3 separate regions of the Mus musculus genome follow, and regions 1 and 3 are each linked to region 2. The links are chromatin contacts, called in public Hi-C and HiChIP or PLAC-seq maps. All regions are on one chromosome and are shown on one strand. The core of a region is the stretch at or near the end of the contact, and the rest is flanking DNA. Distances in the headings are between cores, read along the strand shown. Region 1 overlaps Tpk1 (thiamine pyrophosphokinase). Region 2 holds the start of Tpk1 (thiamine pyrophosphokinase). Region 3 holds the start of Olfr47 (olfactory receptor 47).

What was found. Hi-C and Micro-C count contacts between places; a contact is called where the count stands out from the background. HiChIP or PLAC-seq counts read pairs in DNA pulled down with a chosen protein or histone mark.
Region 1: a contact with region 2 is called in a Hi-C map of Th1 cells, with 2.1 times the contacts expected there. The contact joins the enhancer-like site here to the promoter of Tpk1 in region 2. A contact is called at or near these places in 14 of 39 promoter capture datasets (the 3T3-L1 cell line, 3T3-L1-derived adipocytes, the C10 cell line and 9 more), 1 of 15 datasets of contacts at CTCF or cohesin (pro-B cells), 11 of 484 Hi-C or Micro-C datasets (the 3T3-L1 cell line, 3T3-L1-derived adipocytes, the G1E-ER4 cell line and 7 more), 6 of 115 datasets of contacts at active chromatin or transcription factors (effector CD8 T cells, embryonic stem cells, extraembryonic endoderm stem cells and 2 more) and 2 of 9 other capture datasets (adipose tissue and pancreatic islet).
Region 3: an Esrrb HiChIP or PLAC-seq map of embryonic stem cells shows a contact between it and region 2, with 13 times the contacts expected there. The contact joins the promoter of Olfr47 here to the promoter of Tpk1 in region 2. A contact is called at or near these places in 1 of 39 promoter capture datasets (embryonic stem cells), 1 of 484 Hi-C or Micro-C datasets (muscle stem cells) and 6 of 115 datasets of contacts at active chromatin or transcription factors (embryonic stem cells, extraembryonic endoderm stem cells, pancreatic cancer cells and 2 more).

What each region holds. Positions count from the first base shown.
Region 1 is chr6:43,346,784-43,351,209 of GRCm38.p6, reverse strand. It overlaps Tpk1 (thiamine pyrophosphokinase), which reads left to right. Exons shown (of 9, transcript NM_013861.4): 9 at 4,310-4,426. Among named protein-coding and RNA genes, the nearest start is that of Gm35113, 31 kb to the left of the region's middle. Within about 2 kb of position 1,944, at least 14 of the 459 cell types and tissues checked have an H3K27ac peak or open chromatin away from gene starts, as enhancers often do. A contact at or near this core is called in Th1 cells and adipose tissue, where this site is marked.
Region 2 is chr6:43,663,516-43,667,988 of GRCm38.p6, reverse strand. It overlaps Tpk1 (thiamine pyrophosphokinase), which reads left to right and starts at 1,711. Exons shown (of 9, transcript NM_013861.4): 1 at 1,711-1,853; 2 at 2,172-2,229. The coding sequence starts at 2,187.
Region 3 is chr6:43,232,857-43,237,295 of GRCm38.p6, reverse strand. Olfr47 (olfactory receptor 47) reads right to left here and starts at 1,686. Exons shown (of 1, transcript NM_146370.1): 1 at 721-1,686. The coding sequence starts at 1,686. The coding sequence ends at 721.

The sequences.
Region 1 (4,426 bases), core at 695-3,194, 320 kb after region 2:
TTTCAAGAAATAATTCTAAGAATAAATAGTCTGTATATGTCTAGGACAAAGATGTGTTCTCCCAAAATGTTCAACCCATGGTTGTTTGAATCTACACATGTAGATCTCACATGTTCACATACATACAGTTGTATGTAGAAAACAAAGGCATACACATACATGACCTAGGTGGTATTCACAGAAGCCACCTTTAACAAGATAAGAGTTTACTTCATTCAACCCAGCCATCTATATTCTAATAACTTGTATTTTATACTGTTCAAATCATTATACCCATCTCTTGTCATTAAAACGGGCAACCCTAATCTGTTCTTTAAGGAGAATAGCCAGAGAAAATAAAATGAGGTGGCAATTTCCTGAGTACATATTTTATATTAGATATCTGATCCTGCATTCTATAAACCACACCTGTGGAGCCAGGACTGCTAATTCACATGCTGCACTTAAGGAAACTGAGCCCACAGTAAATAACTCAGCTCAGTGAGTTAGTGAATGGGAGAGCTGGCCTTTGAACTTGAGTCTCCTTCTGTCCCCCCAATGAAAGGATCCACACTGTTTTGACATAGAGAAATGTTTTCTCTGCAAGCTCCTGGTTCTCATCCTTACACCTGGAAGAACTTGGACAGAAGGTGAAAACCAAAATGTTCATGAGAATGTTTCTTGTGTTTCTGAAGTCTAATTCTCTACAATATGCAACCCAAAAGTTAAACTTAGCCTCAGCCAACACCCAATTGTATCACCTGTAAAATTTCACTAGAATGGGAGCTCAACTAGTCTATGTGGTCAGGCCAGCCCAACAACCGGTCATCAGTACAGGTGAGGAAGATGGGTGAAAAAGAATAGAGGAGATGTAGTGTTTACGTTTGCACAGAAGCCAAGCCCAGGTGCTATGGTTGCTTGTAATCCCATTGTGTGCTTTATTCTTGTCCTTTGTTAGAATCAGGACCTCATCTGAATGACTGGTTGATTACTGCAGCTCTGTATGGCTCCATGTACTCAGCTGCCCTGAGAGAAGACTATCTGAACTTGATTCTAAATGGTCTAAAATCTCAGCCTCGTTCTAGACAAGTTCTCTAGAGTGAAAATAAGAAAGTAGGTTTTCTCCAGCACACATGAAGCTCACTGTTTCTGCCAGTTTCTTTTTTAGGATAAACACCCCTAATCTAAGGATCCAAAATACTCCCTCCATAATATAAAACTTGTTTTCTGCACACAGGACACCAGCAGTGGACAGTTCTACATCTGCCCTTGTGTGACAGGCAAGAGTTAAAATGTAATCACTACACTACATAAGATATGAAGTTAACATTAGCTTGTGTGTACAAGGTGTTAAAAATGACTTGAGATCTAGCCTCAAGGTAACATTATTTATTCACATACTCTAAAATCTGAAACATTTATAATGGTATGTGTCACAGATCAGGGAGGTGCTCCACCTCTTCTGTATTCCAAGATTGAATCCTCAGATATTTGGGAGTGAAGCTACTCCAGTTATAACCCAGAGTTATCTCAATTTTTTTTCTGTAAAGATTTTATTGTGGTATTCAAAATAATGATTTTCTTTGAATTATATAGTAAAATTTTGGGGTTTTTAAAAGGGTTTTATTAGTATATATTGATAATATATAGTGATGAGTTTCACTATAACATGGCTACATGGGTATAATTTATTTTAATCATATTCTCCCATACTTTTTCTTAATCCCTTCTAGCCCCTCCATTACCCTCCTCCTCCCAGTTAGTCCCCTTTCTCCTTCCCTGTCATCTGTGCCTGTGAGAGAGAGAGAGAGAGACAGTGTGTGAGATTGAGTTTAATTAGATTGCTGGCATAAACATGCTGAGAGGCAGTGGGCAGAAGGCAGGGCCCAGAAGACACAATCCCACATCCTCTTCCTCCAGCTCTTACCTTCTAACCACCCCCTCTTCCAGGAAGTTCCCTGAGCGCAGGGGCAGGAAAGGAGGAGGGTGGAGGATGACACAGATGTCCCATTATGGGCTGAGCATTCGAACATCCCTTCATTCTCAGCACTTTGACGGATTACGAGCTCTGCAGTAACCACCACCCATTTCAGAAGGAAGCTTCTGTGACCAAAGAAATCAGAAACACCAGCCTATGGCTCAGACTAAGTATGAGAAGGAGTTCACGTGCACAGGGTGCCCATTTAGCAGCTCCCACTCAGGCCTGGGACATTGTCAGCTTAAATGGACTGTCCTTTTTCAGTTTATTCATGTTAGTTCCTACTTTCAGTTCAATTTCTGTAAACTGGGACATTATCTCACACACTCAGTGCAGGAAAAACCAATATTATAGACTAAAACCTACCTTACAGTTGTCTTGCTCACTAAACTGTTTTTTTGAAAAGGCCTCATTTCTATGTGTTCTAATACAGCCAGTTCAATTTTTCCATTTGAAAACTAATTAGGATATATCATATGTTACAAAAACAAATATACATGATATGGTTTCCTACCTCTGAAAGCCTGGAATTCTTAGCACTCTGAAAATCAGAAAGGAATTCATGCACAGCTATCAACCACAGCAACAATTTTATGCTATTATCCTTTGAGCTCAGTTAAAACTAGGATTTTCATCTAATTGGTTTTTAGACTTAAAACATATGCTGTCACTGAGCTGTATCCCAGCACTCAGGAGGCAGAGGCAGGCAGATATTTGAGGCCAAGGCCAGCCTGGTCTACAGAGTGAGTTCCAGAACTGTCTGGACAAAAATAAAAACAAACAAACAAAAAAACCCACATTTTGTTAATTTCAGGTGACTGTGTGTGTACTTAATTCTTCACTATAGAGATTCTAAAGCACTCTTTTTTGCCTTTGTGATTAATTAAATATCAAAAGTTTATATAGCCCCAAAACAAAGTTTGTAAAAATTTGTACCCCTAGTCCTGGGATGAGTCTAACAAAGTAGTTTGGGGGAAAGCAGTCTTATTGGTAAGCAAGATTATCATTATTATTATTATCATTATTATTATCATTTGGAGTTAGCAAGTGCACCGCTGTAACCCCACCATGACTCCCACTCAAACCCCATTAACCACACCTTGTAACCCTGTCTGAATCTGCAAATACTGATGTGTACATGCCCCCATCATTCATGAACTATATCTCAGAAAGCTTTAGTTGAGGAGACAGGAGCTTCTCCCAGTGTACTGCATGTTCCAGTAGTATTCATAGGAAGGTCACTCTGCATTCCTGGACAGTCCTACCTGGTGGCTTCTCCTTTGCATTAGGAAAGATGTTGACAGCTACAAAAAGGAAATAACAAATTTTAATAAAGAAAAACCAGCTGCACTAGTAATGTTGACAATACATTGACTTTACATGTCCAAGATGTCCTCTGGAAGATAGCAGGCCCCCTCTAGTGGAGAGTGAGCCTTCTAAGGGAACTATTCCCATCAAGCACTGAACTTCAGAGTTAGATTTTTAAAGAAAGGGCAGTTTCTGCTTTATGTCTCTTTATATGTCTCTTCACATTTTAACCATGAAAATCCTGTTAATCAAAGGACATTTGCAAGAGAGCGCTTTGAAGTCACATTGATGAAATGAAGTGCTGTGAGTAAGAACCTTGTGCCCAGGTGCTAACTTGTTAGGAAATAAAATGCACATTTGAATGTGTATGCCTGTGAGGATGATAAATATACAAACTCTAACTGCATGACTCAAACTTACTCTTTGACTCCCATAGTGAAGAGCTTGAAGGGCACTCTTATCCCTTGCCTTCATATTGAGCCGAGTACGGAACTTGTACAATACTGCACAGCTGAAAGTCGCTTTGACCTTTGTCTTCCCATTAGCTTTCCAGAACATAAGCCATGCTCACCATGGCATTCCTTTATGAGACGAAGATAACCACCCAAACCCCCTGCTTCTTTGGGTATCTAGTTTTCTGTCCCCTATGACGTGTACTGTGCCTTATAGAGTTTAATGGTTTTATAAAAAAATTTTTCAGTACCACCAAAAAATAAATAAAACTTTCCCAGGCAAGCAAGAAAGTAAATGGCACATGACAGATATGTGTTTTGAGTTTAGAATTAGTAAAGAAAAAGAGGGGGATGCTAATGAAATTTATTATCAATAGTAATGTAGAGCCCCAAACGGTAAGTGATAGTGTCAAGTTGTGAGACGGCTAGGCAGGGAACACTGTAGAAGTTCTTGCTTTGAGAACCCGACACCATGGGTTTCCCCCATTCTGCTTCTGTATAACTTCTATCAAAGTATGTGATCAAGCTATTGACAAACTTGGTATACACTGTGAAAGTTTCTTTTCACTAATCTGTTTCCTTTCTCCCACAGCAAATGATGTTCTTGGCTTTGGAACACTGGTCAGTACTTCTAACACCTACGATGGGTCCGGCCTTGTCACTGTGGAAACTGACCACCCACTCCTCTGGACCATGGCCATCAAGAGCT
Region 2 (4,473 bases), core at 462-2,961:
TTGTTTTTTTTTTCAGTATGTGTAAGGAACGTGAATGAAAAAAGGGAACAAAAGGGAAGGACATGACTGCTCCTAGGTGTGGTGAAGGAGAATGTTTATTGTAGATAAAAGGGAGAGCACAGCCAGAGTTGGGGACAACTGGAAGAAGTCTGAGCTGACACTTGTGAGGAGAGGGGAAAAGGGAGAGGCAGGAGAGGAGATGGTAAACAAAAGGACCAGGTATGCAAAATGGCTGGATTATATGGGAAGGGCTGGAGACATTTAGAGTAGGAGGTGGGGTATGCCATCCGTACCCTGAAACAGCTAGGAACTGAGCAATGCAGAGGGAACCTGACAACCAGGTCCATGTTGGCTCTTTGTCATGGGTTTGAGATCTAACAACTTTTCCAAACAACCATGGCAACAAATAATCTAAATTAGAAGTGGGCCAATGACTTGAATAGCCATGTCTCAAGAAAGGATGCATACATGGCCAAAAAAGCATAAACAATACTGCCCGCCATCGCAAATCCCCAGGGAGTTAAAATAAAACCACAACAGGATATCAACATGAGAGAGATGAGAGATGGAAGAGAGGGACAGTGATAAGGATTCTTACAAAGGGAAAGTAAGGAAGCTGGGCAAGGATGCAGAGAAAGAGAAACTCGATCATGGTTAATGGAAGTTTAAGTTAGCGTAGACCTATGGAAAACACAATGGAAACTCCTTAACTAAACAGGTGATAGAACTACCATATGGTTCACTCATCCCACTGCTGGGCATACATCCAAAGAGAATGGAAAACACAGTCAAATGCTCTGTACTCTTATGTTTATTGAAGTAGCATTCCTTTGCAAAGATATTGTAATAGAGAAATGGCATTCTTCAGTAATAAAAATAATGAAATAATGGAATTTACAGAGATGTGGATGGGACGGGAGGACATTATGCCTGCCAAGTGAAGTAAGTTGTCAAAGAAAGGCAAATAGTGTATGTTCTGCTAGCTAGAAGCTAAAATGTTGGCATCAAAACTGGAAAGAATTGAATAATGATTGCCCAAGTTTGGGAAGTGTATTTGGAATCTTTAAATAGAAAGAAATGGATGTTTGAGTTAAAAAGATTAAAAAGGACTTACCTATTACCCGACTGGGGAAGGGGAAGTTCATCAGTTAGAATGTTTGACTAGCTGGATACCCAGCACCAGCCACATTAACTTGACATAGTAGTCATGATTGAAAGAGCAGTACTTAGAAGGAAGAAACAGGAGGACCAGATGAATGAAGTCATCTTTCGCTACACAGTGATTTTTGAGGCTAGCTCGGTATACCTGGAACTGGTTTTTAAACGCAGGGATGGGTCTCTGTTATTTCTGGGCCAGCAGGAGACCTACAGGTTCTCAGAATTTTTGAGTCCTCATCTATGCTGGCTTAGAGATGGTGGTGGTGAAATTTTGGTTCTTTGGCTTTGCTAAAAAAAAAAAAAAAAGCTGCATTCCTACAACGTGGTGATTTATTTTAAAGGGTTCCCATTGGTATGTTTACAAAGCACTGTTTGTGCAAAGCACGGGAAGCAGAAGATGAAAGAGAAGGTGGACTCAGTGGACTGGGTGTAACAGATGGGCGAAGGTGGATGGAATTCTCCACTGTGCAGGGAACTGAGCACAGCAGGCTGGTACTAAGCACCCCGCGGTTGCTAGAAGCTACGCAGGCGGCAGCCAGGGGCCCCTCCGGAAGAGGCGGGGCTCTGTGCTCGCGCACGAAGCCCTCTCCCGCGAACGCGCGGCGCGCCCCAGGCTCCGCAGCCGAGCGCCGAGCTTTCGATCCGTCACTCCCGCAGCCCTCGCTCGCGTCGCTCGTGGCTCCACCCGCCATTGTGTAAGTGCGCGGCTGCCGGCGCGGGCTGGCGGGGCGGGGGCGCGGGAAAGAGGGAGCGAGGGAGGCCGCCCCTCGCCGCCAGTCCCCGGATGGAAGCTGGGGCGTCTGGGTGAATAGAGGCAGTGGCCGGAGCTGGAGCCTGGAGCTCGCTTGAGATTCCAGGTTCTCCAGCCTCTGCCTGGGACTTTCCCCCGCCCACCGCTGCACCTTCCTGGCCTCCCGTAGTGCCGGGTCCAAAGTGCCTGCTGCGGGATGCTTACTCCTGTCGCAGAATTACGTTTGGGAAATAACTTGGGACTTATTTTGTTTTCCATACAGAATCCATTCCCCGCTATGGAGCATGCCTTTACCCCGTTGGAACCCCTGCTACCTACGGGTACCGTATTCTTTACCATGCTACAGTGTCAGCACGAGCCCCGCAGAGGGACCTCATTCCTACCCTGAAGGCCTTAACCGAAAACTCCATTTCCTTTTTCCTGTGCGCAAGTTAGCAACCACACCTGTGCCTCTGTTTCCCTGTTTGGAAAGTGAACATAAATATTTAGTCTTTGCCCTGTAGAACTTTTGTGAGGACTGAGCGAGTTGATACAGTTTGTATCCTCTACCTGATATTCCAAGAGTAAACAACCAACATGCCAAACACACATATCCAACCGTGGAACATTTGACACTGGGAACGTGAGGGATGTCCATAGCTGTCTGTCAGGGACGTTTCTAATCATCTTGAAAGTACCTGAACTTAGTACAAGATCAGTACATGGTTACATACAGTGTCTTGAAGTTTTAACCCTAAGGCTTTTAATTTTTATTATAAAACTTGGTGCTGGGGATTGAGTCCAGAGCCTTGAAAATGCTAGGTAAGATACACTTATCAGTAAACTGATTACCCAGCCCATAGGATTTTTATTTCTCAAACTTTGAAGTTATTGTACTTCACATGATGACATGTGGAATGAGTTTTATTAGTAGCATTTATTCTTATGTAATTTGACTACAGTGATAAATTGTAAGGCTAGTTAGTTGTATTTAATTTTCAAGTTACACTTTTTATCTATGGATGTTTGTGTAGGTACATGTGCGCATATGCATATGGGGGTCAGATGTCATTCTGGGGTGTCATTCCTCAGGTGCTGTCATCCACTTTGTTTCTGAGTTTCTCACTGACCTGGAAATAATTGATTAGGCTAGGCTGGCCAGCTGGCCAACTGGATAGGGACCCCAGGTATCTTTCTGGGGCTACCTCTCTAGATATAGGATTATACGCATTAGCTACTATGCCATGTCTCTGGTGTCTATGGTCCTGTGAACCACCTTGTATACCTCTAGTCTACTGTTGATTCTTTTTATCTTATATAAGTGAGGGAAATAGTGATAGATTGAGAATTAAAACAGGTTGTTTTATTAATGTGGTTATGAGGTTTCCGGTTTCTCACTGTAAACAGTTTTTCAGACATAAAGCATCACAACATCTTGCAAATTAAATTTCACAGTTTTTTAATTATCTAATAATGGCAGAACCAATAGCATTTCCAAAAATAAGCATTTGATCCTGGTGGGCTCGCTGTCCTTCAGATTACTTATTAAGAATGTTGGTTTCTGAAAAATCGTCAGTGTTTTCTGCCTTGAAAGTACAGAGAGGGCTAAGTGGTGTAAGATGATGTTGAAGAATTTGAATCTATGGGTTTTAATGTTAGTCCTGCTGCTTAGTGGTTCTCGGACCTTACACTTTTGTTTCTTCATCTGGAGAGCAGAGGTCTGTCCTGGGGCTATTGGTGCTATCAGTGAATTCATGTGAAGCAATTCGATTCAATAGCTAGGAGTTGTTAGATTCAATGGCAAAGTCTCAGAGCAAACAAAATGGCACTGGGAGTTCAGGGCCAGTTCTGAGATGGGAATAGTAATGTATAGGAATTGAAGTGCTTTGCCTTCGATTTTATAACCGGCTCAGTGGAGAAGCCTTGACTCTTTAATTTTGTGCACTTTTATGTCTACACTGGAGCAAGGCCTGTAACACTGTGGTGTAGATACCTGTGTCAGATACAAAATTGCCAAGCCAGGATCAGTGTTCCTTGGGTGGTTTTTCAGAATTTCTTCCTCTGTATTCCTATCTCACTTTTAACTTTGGCCTTGAAAACAGGGACCACAGGCATGTTTCTGCTGACTTTAGGTCCATGTAAGATGGAGTAAAATTGAATGGTAACTCTGAGACCAGCACAGTGCCTAGTCCCATTTTTATTGGAGGGCTTTTCTTTTTTTTTAATCAAGTAAATAAAGCCTTCCCCAAACCACTAATATTTTACTGTCGTCTTCTGGAAATAACTGTTAATACTTATTTCAGACAGAAAGGATATTTATTATACATTGTTTTGCAGATGACTAGTTTGGAACAGTGAGTTAAAATGTGTATGTATTTTAACTTTGATGTTTTATGAGATCCTTGTACATTTTTTTCTGAAAGAAAAATAGAAGTGTTTGTAAGTAAACAGACCATTCTACTTAGCTGGGGTCTCAGCTTAGTGGTAAAGTATGTGCCTTGCAGGTCTGTGCCTTATGCTTGTGCTCCATCCTCCTCACTAAAGGCAAACAGCTTTACACCTTCTTCTCAAGTGTGGGCTCAAAT
Region 3 (4,439 bases), core at 437-2,936, 430 kb after region 2:
CTATAGCACTTTTCCTGACTATGTTTGTTTCCTTGTTAGCTTGCTTGCTTGTTTGGTTGCTTGATTTCTTTTGAGACAGGGTCACACTGTGAAACTCTGGCTGTCCTGGAACTCTTTATATCGAACTCTTAAAGATTCTCCTGCCTCTGTCTTTCAAGTTCTGGGATGGAAGCATATCCCAGATATCTATCAGGTTTTAAAATTCCCCCTTCTTATTCCTAAACCTCATGTTTTAAATCTGTTCCTTCACTCAATTCAACAAATTAACTCCATAATTTGTCAGTAATTTTTATTTGAAAGTAATACATGGCATAGATAATGGATAGAAACCTCCAAAGAATTCCTGGCTTGGTCAAGTGTAATGTGGGAACTGTCACTCGTAAGATATCACTCAGCGCAGGTCACTGTGTTTGGATATGGGTTGTTTTTCTTTTGAATCTTATGTTGTCAGGTCATCTAATTAGATTTTAAAAAGTTAACAGATTCAATTAAAAGACTCAGAGAATAATTTAAGTATTGTTTAATTTCACAGCTAATTAATTCAACTGAGAAGAAAAATCACATCTGACAAAATTTCATCTCCTAGGGAGCTTAGGAATGCAAAGTTATTAGTCCTGCAGGTTAGGAGGAGATTGAGATCTCATGTCGTTAAACATGATAACAAAGGACAATGAATATCCCTGTATTTAAGAAATAATTGGAGATCAAAATTACAGGAAACTACCAAGGCTTGTGGTGGGAACACCACACCAAACAAGAATGACTTTCTTTGCACAGTGCCCTCCGGAGGGCACCCTTGACTTCAGCATTCCTCAGGCTGTAGATCAGGGGGTTCAGCATGGGGTTGAAAAAACTGTAAAACAGGAAAAGGATCTTCTGCTGCTCCTCTGGGTGCTGGGACTTGGGGGCCATGTACATGACAATGGCACTGCCAAAGAAGAGCCCTACCACACAGAGGTGGGAGGAACAGGTGGAGAAGGCCTTTCTGCGTCTCTCCCCTGACTGAATCCTCAGGATTGCCACCAGGATGCGTGTGTAGGAGACTAGTACAAAGCACAGGGGCCCCACTAAAGTGAACACACAGGCTGCAAAAATGACAACTTGATTGAGTGTTGTGTCAGCACAGGCCAGCTTGAGGACAGACAGGATTTCACAGAAGAAGTGATTGATTTCATGAGGTCCACAGAAGGGGAGCCTCAGGATGAGAAGTAAATGGACCAGAGACAGGAGAAAGCTGACTATCCAGGAAACAGCAGCCATGATGGTACACACTCTCCAGTTCATGATGACAGTGTAGTGTAGCGGGTGGCAGATGGCAACATATCGATCATAGGACATCACCACAAGAAGAAGACATTCGGTGATAGCAAATGTCAAAAATAGATAAGTCTGTGTCATGCATCCTGCAAAGGTGATGGGCCTGGTCTCATCCAAGAGGTTTATGAGTGTCTGTGGCACTGTGTTGCAGGCATAGGCCATATCGACAATGGCCAGGTGGGACAGGAAGAAGTACATGGGAGTGTGGAGTCTGGAGTCCAGGCAGATCATTGCAAGGATAGTCCCATTCCCCAGTATGGTGAGAGTATAGAAGAGAGAGAAAAGCAGAAAAAGAACTAGGTGAATCCTCGGGCCAAGACAGAATCCCAGCAGGATGAACTCTGTGACTGTGGTCTGATTTTCCTCCATTTCACTATGAAAGAGGATGCAGAAAACTGAGACTCAATTCTTGTAAAAAATGGTTTTATCACTTACCTCAGATTTCAGAAACATGACAAAACTATTAGGAAACATCAATAAATATATTTAATCATTAATAAGTTAATGGTGTATTATTAAAAAGTTGTGCACAAACTATAGTTTTAACTGACATCCAGCTTTTGGAAGAGTACTACATTGCCAGTGCATAATTAGAATAATTGGCACTGGAACAATTATGAAGCAGCAAACCCTACACACAAAACAATTGTGAAACATACTTTGTCTTGGAGTTTTTTACATGCAAAGATATAAAGGAGTTACTGAGGTCTCAGAATCAAACATCACACAACTTGGAATGAACCCAAATCAAGTAGTGAAAAAGCTTTTAAAAAATGATAATAATATCAGAAAAGAAAAAATAATTAATTTGATACAATTTATATTTGTTAAATGTCCAACTCACAGCTAAAATCTAGAGGTTGCTTACATAGCTTAAAGAAAGTCGTAAATGAACTTTTTTTTTAAATGACTGGATTGTATACTCATCAAGTGGAATTTGATGGGTAAGAAAACTCAGGGTCTTTGAGGAACACAAGGTGATGTATAGATGCATACATAGACTTTGAAATATTGGTGATGAGGAAGGAGGGGTGGAAATTATATCTATTGATAATAATACATGATTTTGTGTGCTTACGTATTTGTGTGTATCTATTCAAAATATGTTTCATTGCCTTGAAAATTAGACAATAACCAATGTTTGGCTATTTTGTGGTAATCAAGTGGGATATTCACAGGATTATCAATACAATCCAGGAAAATGTAATAATTTTTTGTTTCATCAAATGTATTACCACCCAGACTCAGTGTATGGGAGTTCTTGTGAACATTTAAGGTTTTGGAAGGATGCTTGGTAAGAGCCTATATGAATACTCTTACAGGCAAATTTCCCATATACTATTATTCAGACCTCTCTATGTTTTCTCTGAAGAATATTTGCATAGAAAAAAATAAGGAAGAAATGCATTGGTTTTGCTATTAATCTATTTCCCTATATTTGTAAAACATACTATATAAGCATGAGGATTTGCGATTTAAAGTGGAAAAAAGTTGGCTGATCTTGGCATCAATAACAATACATGTTTCACCTTTTCCATAAATAGCAAGAGCCAATCTCTAGTTTAATTAAGATCAGTAATAAAGAAGATTTTAAAAACTGTTTCCCAAATAAATTGGCATGACGGACAGAATCTTATTCTGAGAAAGACTCTCATAAAATAGACATGCAACTGATGAGAATAACAAGGTAGAAGTGGAAATAAGACTACACCAGCAAACCCAGGACTGGAGAGTTCAGACAGGACCATCTGGAACTTGATGTTTTGTATATTCTCTTAGATGTGGATTTAAACAACTCAAGAATTCATATGTAGGCAATTTCAGGAGATATATGAGATATCATTTTATACACAGTATAAAATGAAGGCAGGAGATGTGTTTGGAGTGTAGAATTTGGGCAAGAAGTGTATTTGGCAGTGTATAAGAAATGACATCTGGGGAAGGAGCTAGGGAACCAGTTGGAAGAAAGATTCTAGCCACCTGATGGATGACTGTAGTCCACATGGATGGCTTTCAGTGATTGTTTATCAATGGTTTTACTGAAAATGATCTCTGACTAGCTCTTCTTACTCTCATTTCAAGTTCCTCAGCACTGTCAGGTTACAATTTCTTTTCTTGAGCAGATATCTCTGTAGAGATGGAATAGACAATTAGCGAAATTATGTACAAACATTTCAGTTACATTTTAAACTTCAAATAAATAAGATTTCAACATTATGGCTTATGCCTTATCCTCCTGTGACTTGGCATAGCGTGATGCTGCTGTTTAAGAAAATTTCCACAGTTTGGTCTAATATCTGGGGACCACCCACTAGACCGTTAAAAACCCTTTAAGCAGTACTTTGGAAAAGACAAGTTGTTGGTGATGTCAACAGATAAAACATCTATGATTTTGATAGACAAATGGCCAAATCAATTTGACAGAAAAATTATCTAAATAGTATATATTTAAAACTGCATATGATGATTTAATATTAGGAAAATAAAGTTATTATTACATCTGTGGTTGATAAACTATGTGAATTAAATTTTAACACATGGGACATAAAATTATATTTTAACACATGATGTATAGAAAAAACACACTAGGTTGTAAATTTTTGCAAAACAAAAATATTACATATACCATGTTTGATACATTAGGACCCACTTGGTACAGTTGCCTACTGTTTATTGAAAAGTTGGGGAGCAGGTTTGCTTCTTTTCCATATCAGACAATTAATATATTTTTGATAAATAGCAAATAAATGCAAATGAATGAATAAACTACTAACTATTGTTGTCCTAAGAGGTCTTGCTTCTTTTAAAGACTCTGTTAATTATTCTAAATTCAATCCTTCTCCCACAGGAAATGGTCCTTTAATATAGAAAAAAGCCATTGCTCTGATTCATATTAAAGTAAGATATTTAAAATAGGATAAGACCACTTGTAGGGCTCACAAAATGTTAAGCACTTGTATTTAGTATATGTTAATCTTTGTAATTCTTTTCATTTGAATTCAATGCAATGCATCTAAAGGCAATTAAAACAACCAATTAGTAACCAAACATTACATTTCCAGGGGCCAGATGGACTTCACTTTGAAGAATTTTCCAGTTACAAGTGTAAATTTAAAGAATTA